2 separate regions of the Danio rerio genome follow, and region 2 is linked to region 1. A link is a contact called in public HiCAR-type data. All regions are on one chromosome and are shown on one strand. Each heading gives the region's core, a stretch centred on a gene start, on an enhancer-like site or on the middle of the called end of the contact. The rest is flanking DNA. Distances are from core to core; before and after follow the strand shown. Region 1 holds the start of arid3c (AT rich interactive domain 3C (BRIGHT-like)). Region 2 holds the start of pias2 (protein inhibitor of activated STAT, 2).

Region 1 (3,915 bases), core at 641-3,140:
CTCCGGGTCGTCATCCTCATCATCTTCATCATCGATATCGGACTCAGCTCTGCGCTCAAGCGGGTGCCCGGAGCTCGAGTTCGGGACTCCCGCGGCGAACGCTCCCCTGACGGCTGCTTGGTAGTGGCGGAAAGCCAGAGCTTGCTGTTGAATCTGTGACTCTACCATAGACCTGATGTCTTTCTCCTTTTCGGCTTGGCGGAGCTTCTCCTCCAGGGCGAGTCGAGCCGCCTGCTGCCGCTGCAGGTTCTCCATGACCGCCTCCAGCTTCATCCCGCCGCCGCCGCCCGACTGACCGTGCGCGCCGGGGGAGCTGACCAGCAGAGGAAGGCTGCTCGCCGACGAGAAAGCGGCTTGCTGTGGGCGACACAAAGCTAAAGTTACTATAGTTTTTTGGCTGAATTATGGCGAGTTTTGAGGGAAGTGTGCGAATTATGAGACGTTATGGAGAGTCGGAGAGCATTTTTGAATACCTTGACCCCCCCGCCAAAAATTGTGGGGGATGGGGGAGAAAAGTAGCTGTTACATATTGTTTTTCACATTGAAGTACAGAGTGTCAATTGTCATAAAAATAAATGGCACTTTTACCAAGTACAAAAGTTTATTTTAAGTTAGCCAGAACTCCTGTCATCCTAAAGCAGTAGGCTAAAAACTCAAGGTAAAGTTAGTTTGCTAGTATTGACGTTTCTCGCGCGATGTTAATTTCTACTTCAGGCGGTACAATAAGAATAAAAACTTAATATTTCAGGCTACTTTATTGTAGTTTAACATGTTTAACAGAAACAGAATATGTATTAATTGGTTTAAAAATAATTTTCGATAGGCCTAATTGTTGTTTAGCTAATGCTAATCTAGTGGCGCCAAATGACATTTTGAGAGAGCATCGACGTGCCTAGGCAGTATACACACACACACACACACACACACACACACACACACACACACACACACACACACACACACACAATTACATACATTTTATGGTTCAGCAATATTTTCTTTAAAATGTTTCCATAATATGTAATGCAAATCAAGTTCTTGTCGAATCTTTAGTCGAGAATAGTCTTTTTAATATTGTAATAGGCCTATTAATATTATAATAGTTAACTAACCTATAGGCCTAAAAATTGTGGCTTATTTAAAGATTGAAAAGGAAAAACACAAGACTGAGTGTCAATAAAAATATTTCCATAACCTTAGCTGTCATAACTTTGTTTTCATCTATTCATTTGTCACTAACTTGCCGGTTTTGTTTACTTGATTTTATTTTATTTTTTGTTGCTTTTTTTATCACTTACAAATTAGTCGGCAAAAGTGAGCTAATCTGCCAGCTCGGCGCCAATGTATTACATGTAATGCAGCAATTATACATTGGTGAACTGTTAAAATATTGTTTCTAATATTAGCCTACACCGATCAAATAATAATTTAATCACAATTGAAAGGATAAATGAACTTTGCAGGTCTGTCTCCGGGCTAGAATAGTGATTTCTCAGGGAAAAGGATTCCACAAAAAAGTTCAATTACACAAACTACCTGGCGGTCATCATCAATGAAGCTGTAAATAAATGCAAGCTAACATTTCAGAACCGACCTCGAATAATTCAGTGACAGAAATATGACAGTTGTGTGTGTGTATGCATGTATGTATGTAGCCTATATATATTCGCTGCGTTGCTACTGTAGCTGTAGGTCGAAGGGCAGCGTGTGCATTGTAGTCCAACACAACATTCGCTAGGCTAAAACAGCAGATAAGTGCACTAAACAATGAAATACAGTACATAAACTAATGTAACACAATAAACATAACGTTCCCTCAGTTCTACCCAAGGAGCAAAAGCGCGTGCTTACCAGTGCAGATTTAGTCGCTATGCTTGTGTTGTCAACCATGCTTCTCCCGTCAAATGCGACGAATGTGCTCAAAAGTGACCTTTTTTCCCCAAACAAAGTCAGAAGTGGTTGTAGTCCAGTCTTAACATCTAGAAGTGTGCCGCGAACGCAAAGAAATCGCTCTTTTCGAAAACGGTTTCGCGACGCGCTCGCGCTCTCGGAGCGATTTGGCAACAAGTGGCTGTAACTGTAGCGAGAATGACCTCTGAGGACTAGAGATCAGATCAGTCCCTCTGCCTCCATCTGCTCTCTACACGTCAATAGACATGGATATAAGGCAATCAGGGCAGGGTCTGCACTCAGCCAACAGAAATACAGCTGAGCCGCTTCCTGCGCGCGCTCCTCTTCAAACGCGCCGCTTTAAACTTTATTTCAAGCTCAACGTTTTGACAATGTTCTCGTTTTAACTTAGACCAAAAACTTAAGCTTAACAGTTCAAATTGTTTATATGTAGAAAGATATATGTCTGAGATTAATTTGAGCTTTTTGTGCGTAAAACGCAAATGATAAAGTATAGGCTATTGCCTACTGTATACCCTATGCAAAATTTAATCCAATTAATAATCTGCCCCTCAAAACAAATGCATGCTTACATTTTTAGCCTACTTATTATATACGTGTTTCTGGACAAGACAGTTTCTATATAAATATATGATGATATAGACTGTGGAAATGTAATTAATTAAGCTTTTTTCAGCATTTTTTAACATTTATTATTAAAAGTATTTGAGTGAGCAATTCCATGGAAATGTCAACCTTGCCATGAAAAAATAAGTTTCCATCAAAATAGCGAAATCTTTTCTATATTTTTGTGTAAAAAAAAGTATTTTACAGGACTTTTAAAATACTCAAACATGTCTCTGTCAACGGGTTTAAACTATTATATTTGATTTACCAAAGTCACACAATTGGCAAATTCACATCCATAACGAAAAGATGTCACATCCATAATGAAGCTTTTTCCTCATAAATGCAAAAATGTCAAATAAAATAAAATCAATTATTTTTGTTCTGTAGAGGGTGAACTCTTATCCTTTTGATAAGCATTGTTTTTTTTTTTTTTTGGGCTGTGCAGTTTAATTCACAGAATTTCTACAAAGTATGTTGTATAACTCGCAAACTTTTTTAGTCACATCCATAATGCATGTTTATTTCCCTCATTTAAAATACAAAAAAATTTTTAGAGATTGATATTTTTCTGATCCCTCAACTCTGTGGTGAATTGTTTAGGAAAATATAAACAGATGTCTCAATATAATGTAAACATAGACTTTCTCAGAGAATGTATGTTTTGAGTCTTTACTGCAAATGTCACACCCATAATGCTGGAATTACTCCTGTTCTTCTGATCTGTTGCCATTTCTGTGCTTTTTTATTTGAGGAATTGTGCGAAACAGAATGATTAACAATTCACTGTAAGCAACAGCTCACTGAAAATACAAGAACACCAGATTTAATTTTAAGATGTGCAATTTAGGCAACAAATTAAATTGTACTGTTTTATCATTAATGTTTGCTCATCATACTGAGTAAAAAAAATCTATCTTTTGAATTACACCAGCATCTACACAGACTTAAATAGTATGGATAAATATCACTATGAGTGTTGGTCTTCTGTAAATACACCCTTCTGACTGCAGAACGTATAATTGCCATTCACCCTGCAATTATCCAAGATTTGTAATTATATGAACCGATGAACAGACCTACAAATGAATTCCATATAATTTCAGAAAAGTACATTAGTCATTACCACAGTTCTTAAGGATTTAAACTATTATGTGGTGATGAAGCCAAAGGTGCATTCGTAGCATCTTCTGAATCATGGCTGGCAGACAGGCACAGATAGGCAGTTAGATGGATAGATGGATGGATTGATGGATGGATGAATGGACGGACAGATAGACATAGACAGAAAGACAAATAAATAGATAGATAGATAGATAGATAGATAGATAGATAGATAGATAGATAGATAGGCACATAGACGGACAGACAGACAGACAGACAGACAGATAGATAGAC
Region 2 (3,915 bases), core at 939-3,438, 140 kb before region 1:
ATTTTTCATTTAATTGAAATTGTCATTACAATCGCTTTTGATCTATAAAAATAAAAAAAAACTCATTGACCCAAAACTTTTTAATAATTGCAAAACCACCAAAACTAAAGTCAGTTGCTAAACTTTAAAGTTATAATGTGAATGCATTGATTTTTTTTATTTATTTTTTTGCTGTGTTGTTGTTTATTTCACCAAGCATGTGACAATTACCTAGACTTGATGGTTTGATCAAGACATCTAAAACATCGTAAAACGGTAAGGACTTCATCTGCACATCCGGATGGACGGGGGCCATTAGTGTCGTGGGCTGCTGCATGTTCATCATGGGCTTTGACTCATGAAACACAGGTGAATCACAGCTCTCCCGGCGCTGCTGCAGGACGTCTGAATGGTCGGTTGGCAGAGTAAGATCTGAGCTTACAGCCGTGGCACCGCTGTCCAGATGAATGAAGGATTTAATGCTTGACTTTAGTGCCGCCAAATCTTGAAGACCTTCAAATGTCCTTGGATATCTCCGCCGATACAGTTCTTTGATTTTGATCTGCACTGCAGAACTACAACCACTCCTCAGTAGATGCAGAGCCCTCAGCAAAAGTTCATGCTTGCGACCGCTCTTATTCCTTCCAGCAAAACCTAACAGTACTTGGAGCTCTGAGACACGGAAACTTGATACCATATTCTGAAAAATAAATCCAGACAAGGCAACAAAAAAAAAAAAGAAACACCACACATTAGTAAGAATACATTTGCCACAGGTTAGTAAATATAACCACCCTCTATGCCATTTTGTGTACTTTTACAACTTTTGTTTTAAGATTTTAGCAAGACATAAACCTTTGCATCAAAATCAACATGGCATAAGCTTGTGGAAAATGGTTATGACAGTTTTTTTTAAACCAAAAAGTGTCATTTAATTAGTAACCAGATTAATTAACAAAGAATTATGTGTGAAGTGAGGTGACAGCCCACCCAAAAAACACCCTTTCAAGAAACCCCAAAGAAATAAGAAAATCTCAACTGACCCTTCATTACACGGTCCATGCTTGATTGTTCTTACGTGTTAATCCTTTTTTCTTTAATAATCCTTAACAAATGACCGAAATGCATCTAAAATGTTGAGAATAATTCCAAGACCCATTAGATGAACATCGAGAACATGACAAAGAACAAAACAGATGTTCACGTTGATCTCAAGAGAAATCAACAGAACTGCTGGCGGGAAACTTGGTTTACAGCAAATCTGGACAATTCTGAACACTTTACAGGACAGCATGAATCAGTCAGTTATGTAATGACAGATATAACAGCAAGTGTCTAACATTAACGTATCCAGTACACACAGTATACCTTTCTTATGGCATGGTTAACGTTTGTTGGAGCTGAATACGTTCAATTTCAGAAAAGTGATGTATGCATCACACTACTAAAGTGCTTATGTTGAGGAAAATATGAAACAGAAGTCAAGTTTGTTTTGTTTGCCGCAAACTATTTACAGTTAGAGCTTGTAAACAACATTCTCAGTGTGTATATTTTCCATTGTTTAACTTAGCAATTATGATATAAAACGCACGTTCACTTTCATTTACACGCACAAAGAGACTCTGGACACGCTGGATTAAACATATGTCTCCCTTGCAAACACTTCTAATAAATCAAGCATCACCTGTGTGTAAGTTACATGTAAACAATGTCAATAGCTGCCGGACGCTAACGTTAGCTAACAAAAGACCAGCCAAAACAAGTCGAGCAGTGAAGAACGTAAAAACTTTTTACCTGAAGCGAACAGTCGTCAAGTTCAGTTAGGCATTATAATAAAGCGTTTTCATGCAGTCAATGGTGGCAATAAAAGCAGTGGCATTTTGAGGCTGATCTTCAACGTTTGTGTAGCATCTCGAGAGCTAAACGAGTAGCGGGTTGGTGGCTAACAGGCTAACCATAACCCGAATAACGGAGGGATGTCGCGTTTCTCTTTTAACTATGAAGAAACTAACGCATCAAAGGCCAACGGACGGGCATAATAGCATAACATAACGTCAACTGCAAAATGCCTTCAGCATGTGAAAGACGCAAAGAAGTAGCCAGCTATCATTGCACTTTCGCCTACCCGTAACTCCTCAATATCCGCCATTTTCTGGCTGCGCTCATCCTGGCTAGTCCGGAGATGTCGAGTCACGTGACACAGGCTGGTTAAAGGGGTCACGTCGTTCATTTGTGCATTTTTATTTTCTTCTGAGGTTCCCTGATTTGCTTTTCCCCTTACCCATATTTTGGGAATAGTTTCCGTTATTCAGTAATCAACCACAGAATCCTTCGCTGTGAACGAAATTATAATTATTTTTCCACAAGGAGGAGATCATTTAGCCATCGAAAAGTAAAATCCTGTTAATCAGTTCAAATTGTTTATAAACATTTTAGTTCAATGTTATGTTTGTTAATTAGTCTTTTTGGGTGGCAATGTTATCTGCAATAATCTAATCCTAAATATCGCAGATATATTGGAAGCGTTTTTACTTGCATTGTGTGATTCCTGTACTCTCTTTCGCCACTAGAAATGTGTTTTGAAACTGTTTTTCTGAGAGTATGTCCTCATGTAAGCTCTAATGTGATTCCAACAAACCTTTTAGCACCAAGGCAAATAAGATGAAGTAAAAAAGCTGTACAGCATAGATGGGTCTCAAACTCAGTTCTTGGAGGGTCGCCTGCAGCTCTGCACAGTTTTGCTCCAACCATAATCAAACATGGCTTATTCAACTAATTAAGGTATTCAAGACTACTAGAGAGGTGTGAGTTGGAGGTGGTTGAAACTAAACTATGCAGAGCTGTGGCTCTCCAGGAATTAAGTTTGAGACCATTTAGTTTATGCTAGTGGTGTTCCACCAGGGGGCAGCAAAATTCTAAGGGGGCCTCATTCATTCATTCATTCATTCATTTTCTTCTTGGCTTTTAGTCCCTTTATTAATCAAGGGTCACCACAGTGGAATAAACCGCCAAATTATCCAGCATATGTTTTACACAGCGGAAACACCCATACACACTGACATTCCCACCCACACAAACACTATGGCCAATTTAGTTCATTCAATACACCTATAGCATGTCTTTGGACAGTGGGGGAAAGGAGAGCACCCAGTGTAAAACCACACGAACATGGGGAGAACATGCAAACTCCACACAGAATTGCCATCTGACCCAGCTGAGGCTCGAACCAGCGACATTCTTGCTGTGAGGAGACAGTGCTAACCACTGAGCCACCGTGTCACTCTAAGGGAGCCTTGAGAATTTAAAATGGTTAAATAAAAACTTTTTTATAATCCACACATTAACAACTGTTTATGTTGTCTTTGTAGATGTTGGAAATCATTAAAAATATCTAAAATATATATATTATGTTTTAGTATACAGCTTATGATTATAGTAGTGTATAGTTGTATACACTATATACATAACTATACCAAGCCCCATTTAACTGATTAACATGTTAAACAACTGAAAGTCATCCAAATGTTGTAAATGAAGTCTTGGAGCCAAAACTTTGAGAACCATTAAGGAACTGTAATGAATTTTGTCTCACGATTAAGTGTTTTTATAGTGTGAACATACCAATTTAGCTTTTCAGGATGACAGTTACAGTCTGTTGTCCAGCAGATGGAGCTCAGAGCTAATCTACCATCACCAGATTATTGACTGAGGGTTTTCGTTCCTGATCAGACCTCTGTTTAACCCAATGCTTACATTTCATATTCTCATTTACAAATTAGAACAGTTATTAATATGCCCTTATTACTACTGAAATAAAAAATAAATACATAAATGAATAAAATCTCTCCCTGTTAAACAACACATGGGAAATATTTTTTAAATAATTAAAATTTGACAGGCTAATAATTAACACACGTTACAAAATGTCAATTAAAA

The links. HiCAR-type assays count read pairs that join an accessible place to other places.
Region 2: a HiCAR-type map of caudal fin shows a contact between it and region 1, with 8 times the contacts expected there. The contact joins the promoter of pias2 here to the promoter of arid3c in region 1. A contact is called at or near these places in 7 of 18 Hi-C or Micro-C datasets (caudal fin, embryo, fibroblasts and 2 more) and 3 of 4 datasets of contacts at active chromatin or transcription factors (caudal fin, embryo and gastrula embryo).

The regions. Positions count from the first base shown.
Region 1 is chr5:42,229,161-42,233,075 of GRCz12tu, reverse strand. It overlaps arid3c (AT rich interactive domain 3C (BRIGHT-like)), which reads right to left and starts at 1,890. Exons shown (of 8, transcript NM_001100039.1): 1 at 1,852-1,890; 2 at 1-357. The coding sequence starts at 1,890.
Region 2 is chr5:42,368,025-42,371,939 of GRCz12tu, reverse strand. It overlaps pias2 (protein inhibitor of activated STAT, 2), which reads right to left and starts at 2,188. Exons shown (of 15, transcript NM_001326481.1): 1 at 2,105-2,188; 2 at 211-679. The coding sequence starts at 2,128.